Linked DNA regions of Sus scrofa: region 2 is linked to region 1. The links are chromatin contacts, called in public Hi-C maps. All regions are on one chromosome and are shown on one strand. Each heading gives the region's core, a stretch centred on a gene start, on an enhancer-like site or on the middle of the called end of the contact. The rest is flanking DNA. Distances are from core to core; before and after follow the strand shown.

The links. Hi-C and Micro-C count contacts between places; a contact is called where the count stands out from the background.
Region 2: a Hi-C map of skeletal muscle shows a contact between it and region 1, with 2.3 times the contacts expected there. The contact joins two enhancer-like sites. A contact is called at or near these places in 2 of 47 Hi-C or Micro-C datasets (epiblast stem cells and skeletal muscle) and 1 of 2 datasets of contacts at active chromatin or transcription factors (skeletal muscle).

What each region holds. Positions count from the first base shown.
Region 1 is chr10:10,604,361-10,609,283 of Sscrofa11.1, forward strand. All of the region lies in intron 1 of LOC110255632 (a long non-coding RNA gene), which reads right to left. Among named protein-coding and RNA genes, the nearest start is that of DUSP10, 300 kb to the right of the region's middle. Within about 2 kb of position 2,696, at least 2 of the 83 cell types and tissues checked have an H3K27ac peak or open chromatin away from gene starts, as enhancers often do. A contact at or near this core is called in skeletal muscle, where this site is marked.
Region 2 is chr10:11,113,476-11,118,398 of Sscrofa11.1, forward strand. The region is part of intron 5 of LOC110255736; the gene reads right to left. Among named protein-coding and RNA genes, the nearest start is that of TRNAT-UGU, 200 kb to the right of the region's middle. Within about 2 kb of position 2,111, at least 14 of the 83 cell types and tissues checked have an H3K27ac peak or open chromatin away from gene starts, as enhancers often do. A contact at or near this core is called in skeletal muscle, where this site is marked.

The DNA of each region.
Region 1 (4,923 bases), core at 1,446-3,945:
GGGTTGAATCAGAGCTGCAGCTGCCATCCTACACCACAGCCACAGCCATGCTGGATCCAAGCTGCCTCTGTGACCTACACCACAGCTCACGGCACCTTAACCCACTGAGTGAGGCCGGGGATCGAACCTGCAACCTCATGGTTCCTAGCTGGATTCGCTTCTGCTGTGCCATGACGGGGAACTCCACAATGACTAATGTGGAATTGTCAACCCTCATGAATCCCTTCCCCTGTCCTTTTGTCACTCGGTACATAGGACACACGAGTCCGTTTCACAGTTCAGGTGATGAGGAGCAGTGGGAATTTTCTGAAAGGCCATCCTCCTCTGAAATTAACTCTATCTTGACTACACGTGGAAGGGGCTGTGCATCAGCTAAACCTATTTGACTCAACCTGACCCTTCACTCACCTTCCCTTAAGCTAGATCCCAAAAATGCCTGGGACCTGAGAAGAGGCAAAGGGTGACAGACCTGAAGACAGACTGGAAAAAGAAGTTGGCCCCCACCAATGAACTGCCTCACTTTCGTCAAATTTAAGAAACCTGAGGGCCGCATGAGGGCTCGCTGAGTCCTCGCAGGCTTGCGTGTCAGAGGCCCCGGAGCTGAACTTTCACCGTTTCACTGAAAATGCGTCTCTGCTCCTCCTCCAGGTCCCTGTACTTCCGACCCCCAGACCAGCAAAATCCCAAGTCTGAATTTAAATTTCTGTTTCCTCCGCCGCTGTCCTGCTAAGGCCTGATGGAGAAAATCATCTATTTCCCTCACTAGGTTCCTGCCACCGCTGGCAACCACCGGTCTGTTCTTCGTCTTTGTGAGCTACGTTTTTCTTTGTTTCTTCTTTGTTTGTTTTTGTTTTTGTTGCATCTCAGTCTCTCACTTGCCTCCTTCTGTACCTTTGATTAGCGACAATCTGGACTTTTTTTTTTTTTTTAATTCTTTTTTTTTTTTTTTTTTTTTTTTTTTTCCCCACTGTACAGCAAGGGGGTCAGGTTTTCCTTACATGTATACATTACAATTACAGTTTTTCCCCCACCCTTTGTTCTGTTGCAACATGAGTATCTAGACAGAGTTCTCAATGCTATTCAGCAGGATCTCCTTGTAAATCTATTCTAAGTTGTGTCTGATAAGCCCAAGCTCCTGATCCCTCCCACTCCCTCCCCCTCCCATCAGGCAGCCACAAGTCTTTTCTCCAAGTCCATGATTTTCTTTTCTGAGGAGATGTTCATTTGTGCTGGATATTAGATTCCAGTTATAAGTGATATCATATGGTATTTGTCTTTGTCTTTCTGGCTCATTTCACTCAGTATGAGATTCTCTAGTTCCATCCATGTTGCTGCAAATGGCATTATGTCATTCTTTTTTATGGCTGAGTAGTATTCCATTGTGTATATATACCACATCTTCTGAATCCAATCATCTGTCGATGGACATTTAGGTTGTTTCCATGTCCTGGCTATTGTGAATAGTGCTGCAATGAACATGCGGGTGCATGTGTCTCTTTTAAGTAGAGTTTTGTCCGGATAGATGCCCAAGAGTGGGATTGCGGGGTCATATGGAAGTTCTATGTATAGATTTCTAAGGTATCTCCAAACTGTTCTCCATAGTGGCTGTAGGGACTTTTTTTTTTAACTGTATCTTATTCACTCTTTTATTTCTTTAATACCTAAAACATTTTAGTTGTTACTCTTGGCTTGGTAATTTTAGAGTATATAATCTTTGTTAAAATGACAGAAGATCTCTATTATTTCTGTTGATTATTGTTTCAGTGTGATGTTTACTGTGTGGTGTAGTATTTTGTGGTTTTTTTTAATTTTAACAATGATTTTATATTCAGGGTAAGGTCTACTTGGCAATTCTGAATTCTTAGGAGAAACTTTTTTCCTCAGGTGATTATCTTTTTCCCTCTTTTACTGAAGATAAGCAACTCAAACGAGGCAAGACTCTTGGTTTTTCTCCTCTGCCGGGCTGATATATATATATATATATATATATATATATATTTTTTTTTTTTTTTTTTTTTTGTCTCTGTTACACTAGGGTCCTCACATTTCTGTAGCATCTCCCATTAGACTCTTCATCTCATTGTCTCCTAGTTTGTGTACCCCACCTGGCTATCAAAATGAAAACTCAAGCTCTCTAGAGTTCAATAGGGATTTTTCCGAGTTTCTGTTGTGGCTGTGTTCTGTCTCTGTGAGGATGTGGATTTGATCCCTGTCCTTGCTCAGGGGGTTAAGGATCTGTGTTGCTGCAAGCTACAGGATAGGTTGCAGATGCAGCTCAGATCTGGTGTTGCTGTGGCTATGGTGTCACCTGCAGCTCCGATTCAGCCACTAGCCAAGGAACTTCCATATGCTTCAGGTGCAGCCGTAAAAGGGGGAAAAAAGGAAGAAAATAGATATTTTTCTGAGAAAATGCAAGCTCACCACACTGGATCCATGCCTGCATTACACTTTTTGCTTCTGAGGATTCTTTACTAGCAGTTCAACAATTTATCTGAAAATATTTTAAAAAATTATATCCAGATTTTTTTTTTTTTTTCAAAAGGAGGGAGTTCCTGTCATGGCTCAGTGGTTAACTAATCTGACTAGGACCCATGAGGTTGCGGGTTCGATCCCTGGCCTCACTCAGTGGGTTGGGGATCCAGTGTTGCCGTGAGCTGTGGTGTAGGTCACAGATATGGCTCTGGCGTAGGGCCGGCAGCTATAGCTCTGATTAGACCCTTAGCTTAGAAACCTCCATATGCCCTGGGTGCGGCCCTGGAGAGGACTGGGGACAAAAAGAGAAAAAAAAAGGAGGACTATTCAGAACATCTAGTCTGTCAAATTGCTGCAAATGCAAGACTCTCGTTATTTCTTGGTATTTTTTTTTCACCCTTGGCTTTGAGATTGCACTAATTTTGCCCTCTCGCTCTTTTTTTCTTAGCTTTCGTCACTGGATCCTCTTTCCTCTGCTCATCTCCTAAGGTCAATGTCTCACGGTGTTCTATCTTTACCCTCTTCTAATCTTCTTGGACACTGTCCTGCTCAGGCCTTCGGCAGTCCTGCTCTGCACAGATGCCTCCCAAGTCATGCAGTGTCTAGCCAAGTCAATCTCTGGAGCTCTCGATCCTTGCATCTACAAGCCTGCTTTATTCAGCTTTACTCTTGGCATCATAAGTGCAATGTGTCCAAAGTTCACTTAATCACCCTCCCCTCACCTTCTTGTTTTAAAAAAATTTTTATTTGGGAAAATGACACCAACATCCATCCCGTTAACCAACAAAGAAACACGGGGACGCATCATAGACCTTCCCTCTCCCACCATCCTCCCTATGCAATTGATCACGAAGTCTGTTGATTCTACCACCTTAAGCCCTCCATCATAACTCCCACTCCCTAATTAATTAAAAGCTTCATCATTTCTCTCCCGGATTGATATAATAGCCTCCTAAATGTCTGCCATCAATCCACGGTCCTCACTGGAGTCAAAGTAATCTCCCTAAAACGCATATGTGATCATCTCACACCCTGCCCCTTCCCCTACCCCAAATTCATCAACGACTCTCTCTAGGGCGCAAGATAAAATTCACATTCCACGTTCATCTCTTTTAGTCCCTCTGAGCCCACACTGGAGACAAACTGAAATATTTGCAATCCCCCAGCTCACAGGCTCTCTACAGCTGTGTACTTTGCACCCACTATTTCCTGCCCTGTCTTCTTTGTCTGGCGTACATGTTTTTACTTCATAAACACAATGTACATGTCACTCCCCCAGAAACCCTCCAAGTTTACCACCTACTCCCCTCTGTTGAATATTTTTCCTCTGTTCCCTTGAGTCATTCATTCCAGAAACATGTATTGAGTCTGCATTATCTATGCCATCTCTCTCTCTATCACCATGGCCCTATCGTGGGCCTTTGGAAAGCAATACCAACCAAGAAGCCATCTGTACCACACGGCAGTGTAATAAAGGCAAGGGGAGCAGCGAGCTCAGGGAACGGGAACACGAACCAGCCTTGAAGGAACAGAGGGAGTTGTTCAGAACTTGATGCCATTGCTTCATCTTCTGCTCCCTGCCCTTGATGTTTCTCTGCCTCTAGCAGCCAGTCATTTACATAGGAAATAAATTAGCATATGGTTGGTTGTGAATTTTTTTTACTTTCATAAATTATTGTGGTTTAAATCCCCATCATTAACATCCTGGTTGTCAAGAAGCGCTGAGTAATTGTGTTCCTATGTTCCATCAGGGCTTTTCTAAGCCTGGGAAAATAACAGCATCTGACCCAACAGGACTTGCAAAGACCAAAGCCAAGAAACGAGGTGAATATATACTGAATGGTATTTTTAATGCACTCATTTTGTTTTATTCAAAAAAAGCACTCTGGAAGTGAATAAAAAATATGCACCGTTCAATGATGTTATCAAGGGAATGAGAGCCGGGGGGAAATAAGAAAAGGAATATCCTAAATCCAGAATAAGATTAGCACATGGAAGTAACAGAAAAAGGCAACAAGTTTGACTCCAAGCTTCTTAACAGCCAAAACAAAGAAAGATGGTGATTAGTCACAGTTCTCTGCAAGGAAAATAAAACAAACCACTTATTCGGAAAGAGCACAGTTTTATCGAAAACTGATTCCCCAGGAATTTCTCCCATGAACACATAAACTGCTGTGTGATGTGGTTAGACAACGGCCCTGGCAGGATCCCTTCAATAGCTCCAACCACAGACGCGATGAGCCGGTCGCACTGTAGTCTTTCTTGTGGGGAGCTGGCGTGACGCCAATGAACCCGTCGGTAAAAGCTGACCTCCAGGGAGTACATTTCAGTAAAGCTCATGAAAAATTCCAAGACTTCGGAATCAAACAGCTGAGAATTGAGTCCTCATTTAGTCAAACACAAAATGTGTGAACTTGATAGTGTTACTTCCTCTTCCTTAGATCATTTGTA
Region 2 (4,923 bases), core at 861-3,360, 510 kb after region 1:
TGGCCTGGGGGCAGCATGGCACGTTACGCTGGACGCTGGAGCCACCAGCAAGGGAGCGCTTGATCGTGGAGGAAGAAAGTCTCTTGCATTCAAACTGGTCCTTAGAGGATTTCTCTTTTGGAGTCCCCACTGTGGCTCAACAGGTTGAGGGCCCGACACTGCGTCCGTGAGGATTCAGGTTCCATCCCTGGCCTCGCTCAGTGGGGTAAGGATTGGGTGTCCACAAGCTGCAGCGTAGATTGCAGCTGCAGCTCTAGATTCAACCCTTAGCCTGGGAACTTCACACGCTACAAGCGCAGCCATAAAAAAAAAAAAAATAACACAGCAATCTGACGGCAGTGGTTCTGGTCACTGTGGAGGTACGGGTTCTATTCCCTGCCTGGCACAGTGGGTTGAAGGATCTGGCATTACTACTGATCCTTTGGTGCGTCACCGCTGCAGCTCAGATTCAGTCCCTGACCTGGGAGTTTCCACATGCCCAGGATGTGACCAAAAAAAGATTCTTCTCTCTACTGGCCCATTTCAGGGTTAAGGACACAGGCTTCCCCAGATGCAAGCCCACGCCACCTCGTACTACCAGTGCAACCTTGGAGACGTTCCTCGCGTCTTTACACTCTTAGCGTCCAGCGCTGTACGATGCAGACATGAGATCACCTGCTTCACAATGTGGTTGTGAGGATGAGGCGAGACAGTTCACGTGACGCTCGTCTTTAGCGCATTGTCCCAAAGCAATAGCTCAAGAAACGCTGGCTGTGATGGGTGCTGTGAGAAGCGTGTTCCCGGAAGGGGACCCGTTGGTACAAAAGAGGAGGTACAGGAGGCTCGAGAGGCGTCTTATGGCCTGGTTCGACCGAGTCAAAGAGCATCTAGGGAGAAGGGCAGGCTCTCAGGTGTCCTCACGGAGGTGGTCTTTGCCTTCATTTGTGATACTTTCTAGATTTTCAGCAATGTACGCTGAATCCCCTCCACCCATTAAGTCATCTAAAGACAGGAGGTTCTGTCGTAGCCCCTGAGAGACTCCCAGCCTTCTGCTCTCGAGGAGACCATCTTCCATTCCTGTTTTCTGACCTCAGCAGGTCTTCAGGGTCACTGGACAATCCACGTCATGGTGACGAACCTCAAGGTTCGTGATGCCAGTGCCACCTCTCAGTCTGGTTAGAGGGGAGAGCGTGTTTGTAAACAGCTCTCTGGGCAGAAGCAGAGGCCGCCATCTCATTTATGTAACCTCTCGAGTCCAGCCTAGAAGGGGGCTTGATCACACTGGACCTGATGGCCACACTCTGCAGCACGAGGGCAGGGATGGGGCAGAGGGGATGCCAAGGCACAGGCGGGCCCCAGAGACACAGGTTCCTGAACAGGTCAGCACGTTTTTAGGGCAAGATCACCGTGAGCGCTCCTTACATGGGAGCGGCGGTGGCGAGGTGCTCAAGGCCCCTTTCACTGTCTGGGGTCTTTCCAGGCCGCACACTGGTACCCAAACCAGGAACCTCTTCTGTTCCTTTTTTTCTCCCAGAGAGATCCTGACATATTTGCCCAAAGAAATAAGAGTCCTCACCTCATTTAGGAAGAAGAACAATTATTTTATAGAGTGAGAATAATTACTCTGCATGCTGGTGTCAATAAAAAGCAGAAAGAAGAAGGAAAATAAGAGAAAGAGGAGATGAAAGGGGGCCACCCACAGGCAGTGAGCATTGTCGCCCCGTGAGTGCCCCAGACCCCCTGACTAGGGCTCGCGGTCTGAACCTATCCCCACACCGCCCAGTATCTAGAAGCACAGGACCTGAGCCTGAGCAAAGCCAGCAAGGCCTCCTGGGTCTCCACTGTCCCCAGCGGGTCCCCTCCTAGTTTGGTGGCCCTTCCTGTGTTGGCCTCCAGCCCCAGGCTCTGCCTCCCACCCCCCACCGGCCTCTACTGTGAAGGGCAGTGAACCAGGCCTCAGGAAAGACCCTACCCAGGGCCCACATCACAGTCTTGCTTTTTGGTTCATCTGGGCCATTTGGTGGCCCTGGCCCTCAGGGAGCATCGCAGGAGGACAAAGAGGGCCCAGCACCGGGCGGCTGAGGTGCCCAGGGCCCAGCTCCGCCAGGAGGAGGCCTGTCTGGCTGGACAGCTGATCTGGCTCATCCTCGGCCAGGAGGCTGGCCCGCCTGCTGGTCATATAGCTGTGACGTGCCTGTGCCTCTTTGCATCGCCTGCTTTATTTTCCAAGCTGTCAACAGGCCTCTGAAAAGGTTGCACACATGAGCAGAGGCCTGGGCGGCTCGGAGAAGGACAGAAGGAGCCACAGCCGAGGGCAGGGACAGCCGCCGCCCCCGCCATGGGAGACCCGCCAGGAAACCGTGGGCTTCCCGTTCGCGTGGGGTTTCTCCAATCACAGCAAAAGGAGCCAGACGTTTTTACACTGTGACCCCCTCGTGGTAGAGTTAGCAGGCAGGCTATAAACCCAGACGGACCACACACCAACCCAACTACATTGATCAGGTTTCTTAATAAAGCAAAAAGCTCAGAAGACTTGGGGAATAATTTTTTTTTTGACAGCGACAGAAGCCAGCAACAATCGGTTTACTGTTGTTACCCAGTTGCCAAGTGGGTGATTCCGTTAAAATAGGAGCTGCCTCACAATTGTTTACAGGAAAGCAAAGGGTTGCTATTGGCAAAGAGCCCTGCTTGTCTGACCCTAATTGTGGCTAAACATTTTTTTCCCAAGAGCATTCCAAGGATCTAAAAGCAGACCCACAGCCCCCCTGCCCTGCCACCCCCGCCAAGGCTGACATTGGCTCACACGTCCTGTTCCCCTTGATACCACTGGACACTGTCACACTGTGGTGACAAATGCTGGCCGGGCAGACAGAGGCCCTGCCTGAAGCTGGATGGCACACTGACTACTTTTCTAGGCCGATCAGTTGACTGGCCTCACACCCGAGCCCAAGACCATGGAAAGGCGAGTCTCCAAGTGGAAAGGGATCTTGAGGAACTACCTGGAGAAGAGCACACACCACACACACCACACATACACACACCACACATACACACATATCACATCACGCACACATACATCACACAACACACATACACATACCACACACCATACACACATCACACAAAACACACAACATACCACATGCACACACATCATACACATCACGCACACCAAACACACACACACACGTACACATATTTCCTTTTCAAAGGGAAACAGGCCCATCTGTAACAGAACCAGCTAGACTAGGGGAAGATGTCAAAACTTTGAGAGAAGTTGAGCCGTGGGAGCGGCCCAAGAAATAGCAACAACAACAACAAAAGACAAAAGACAAAAGACAAAAGACAAAAAGACAAAAAAAAAAAAAGAGAGAGAAGTTGCAAGTTTGGGTTTTTGTTTTTGTCTTTTTAGGGCCACACCCACAGCATATGGAGGTTCCCAGGCTAGGGGGTCCAATCGGAGCTAAAGCTGCTGGCCTACACCACAGCCACAGCCACAGCGATAGCCACGCAGGATCCAAGCTGTGTCTGAAACCTACACCACAGCTCGTGGCAATGCAGCCACAGCCTTGCAGGATCCAAGCGGCATCTGCAACCTATGCCACACTTTGTGGCAGTGCCGGATCCTTAACCCACTGAGAGAGGCCAGGGATCAAACCCACATCTTCATGATACTAGTTGGTTCTTAACCCCTTGAGCCACAATGGGAACTCCCACAAACAATTTTTTCTTTCTTTCTTTTTTTTTTTTTTTGGTCTTTTAGGGCCCCACCCATAGCATACGGAGGTTCCCAGGCCTAGGAGTCCAATCAGAGCTGTAGCTGCCAGCCTATACCACAGCCACAGCAATGCAGGATACGAACCATGTCTGCAGCCTACACCACAGCTTGCGGCAATGCCAGATCCTTAACCCACTGTGCGAGGCCAGGGATCGAACCTGTGTCCTCATGGATGCTAGTTGGGTTTGTTTCTGCTGAGCCACCACGGGAACTCCAAAGTTGAAAGTTTTGATTCCTGCATAGGACTGGACATTGTAAATGTGTCATTGCAACACGACACTATGTAGAAAAGCGGACCTATTACAAGCCTACAGCTCGATGAGTTTTCATAGAACACACCTATGTAACCAGCCTCAAGCTCAAGAAGCAGAGTCGCCAGCCCCAAATGGTAAGTGAGCAAAGAAGTGCATAAACAAATGAGGCATCGGAAATGCTAAGTGCTGTAAAGTGCAGCAGGTCAAGGTTGGTGGGGGGGGTCAGGGATGCCTCTGAGGGGACTGCGGAGTGGAATCTGAGGAGTGCGCCCCTCTGATTTGGGGGGTGGACGATCCAGGTGGAGGGAGCAGAAGGGCCATTTGCTAGAAGGAACTGAGCTGGGCAAGACAAAGAACTGCACAGAGAGCCCAAGGCAGGGCAGAGGGTGGGGGCCTGATGGCAGGGAAGGAGCGGGCACGGGTCCAGGTGAAGAGTAAGATTGGTTCTTCCAACCAGAGGATTCCCGTGGGTGACGCAGGAGGTGGCCCAAGTCTGACTCATTTTTAACAGCATGACTTTAGCTGTTGCACAGAAAATTCACCGTAGAGAAATGAGCATGGAAGCAGAAAACCGGTCAGGAGACCTTGTGAGGGTGACAGTGGCGTGGCTGTGCGCAAAGGCCGTGGAGGTGACACACTCAGATGTGGCTGGTCTCGGTTCGAAGGAAAGCATAGGTTGCCTTGCAGAAAGCCTCCAGGCAGCCGTGCCCACCTGTGTTCCTGGAACCTAGGGCTCCTGAGAAGGTGGCGGGCCGGGAGTTTAGCATCTCCAGCGCCCCCTGCTGGTCGCTGCCGCAAACGCGTAGCTTTACCAGGTTGGCACAGGGGGTTCCGTGTGGCCCCCCACCTAAGAGGTCTGACACCCAGAGCTGGTCACCTGCATCTACCCCTCCACGACGTCACTTACATTAG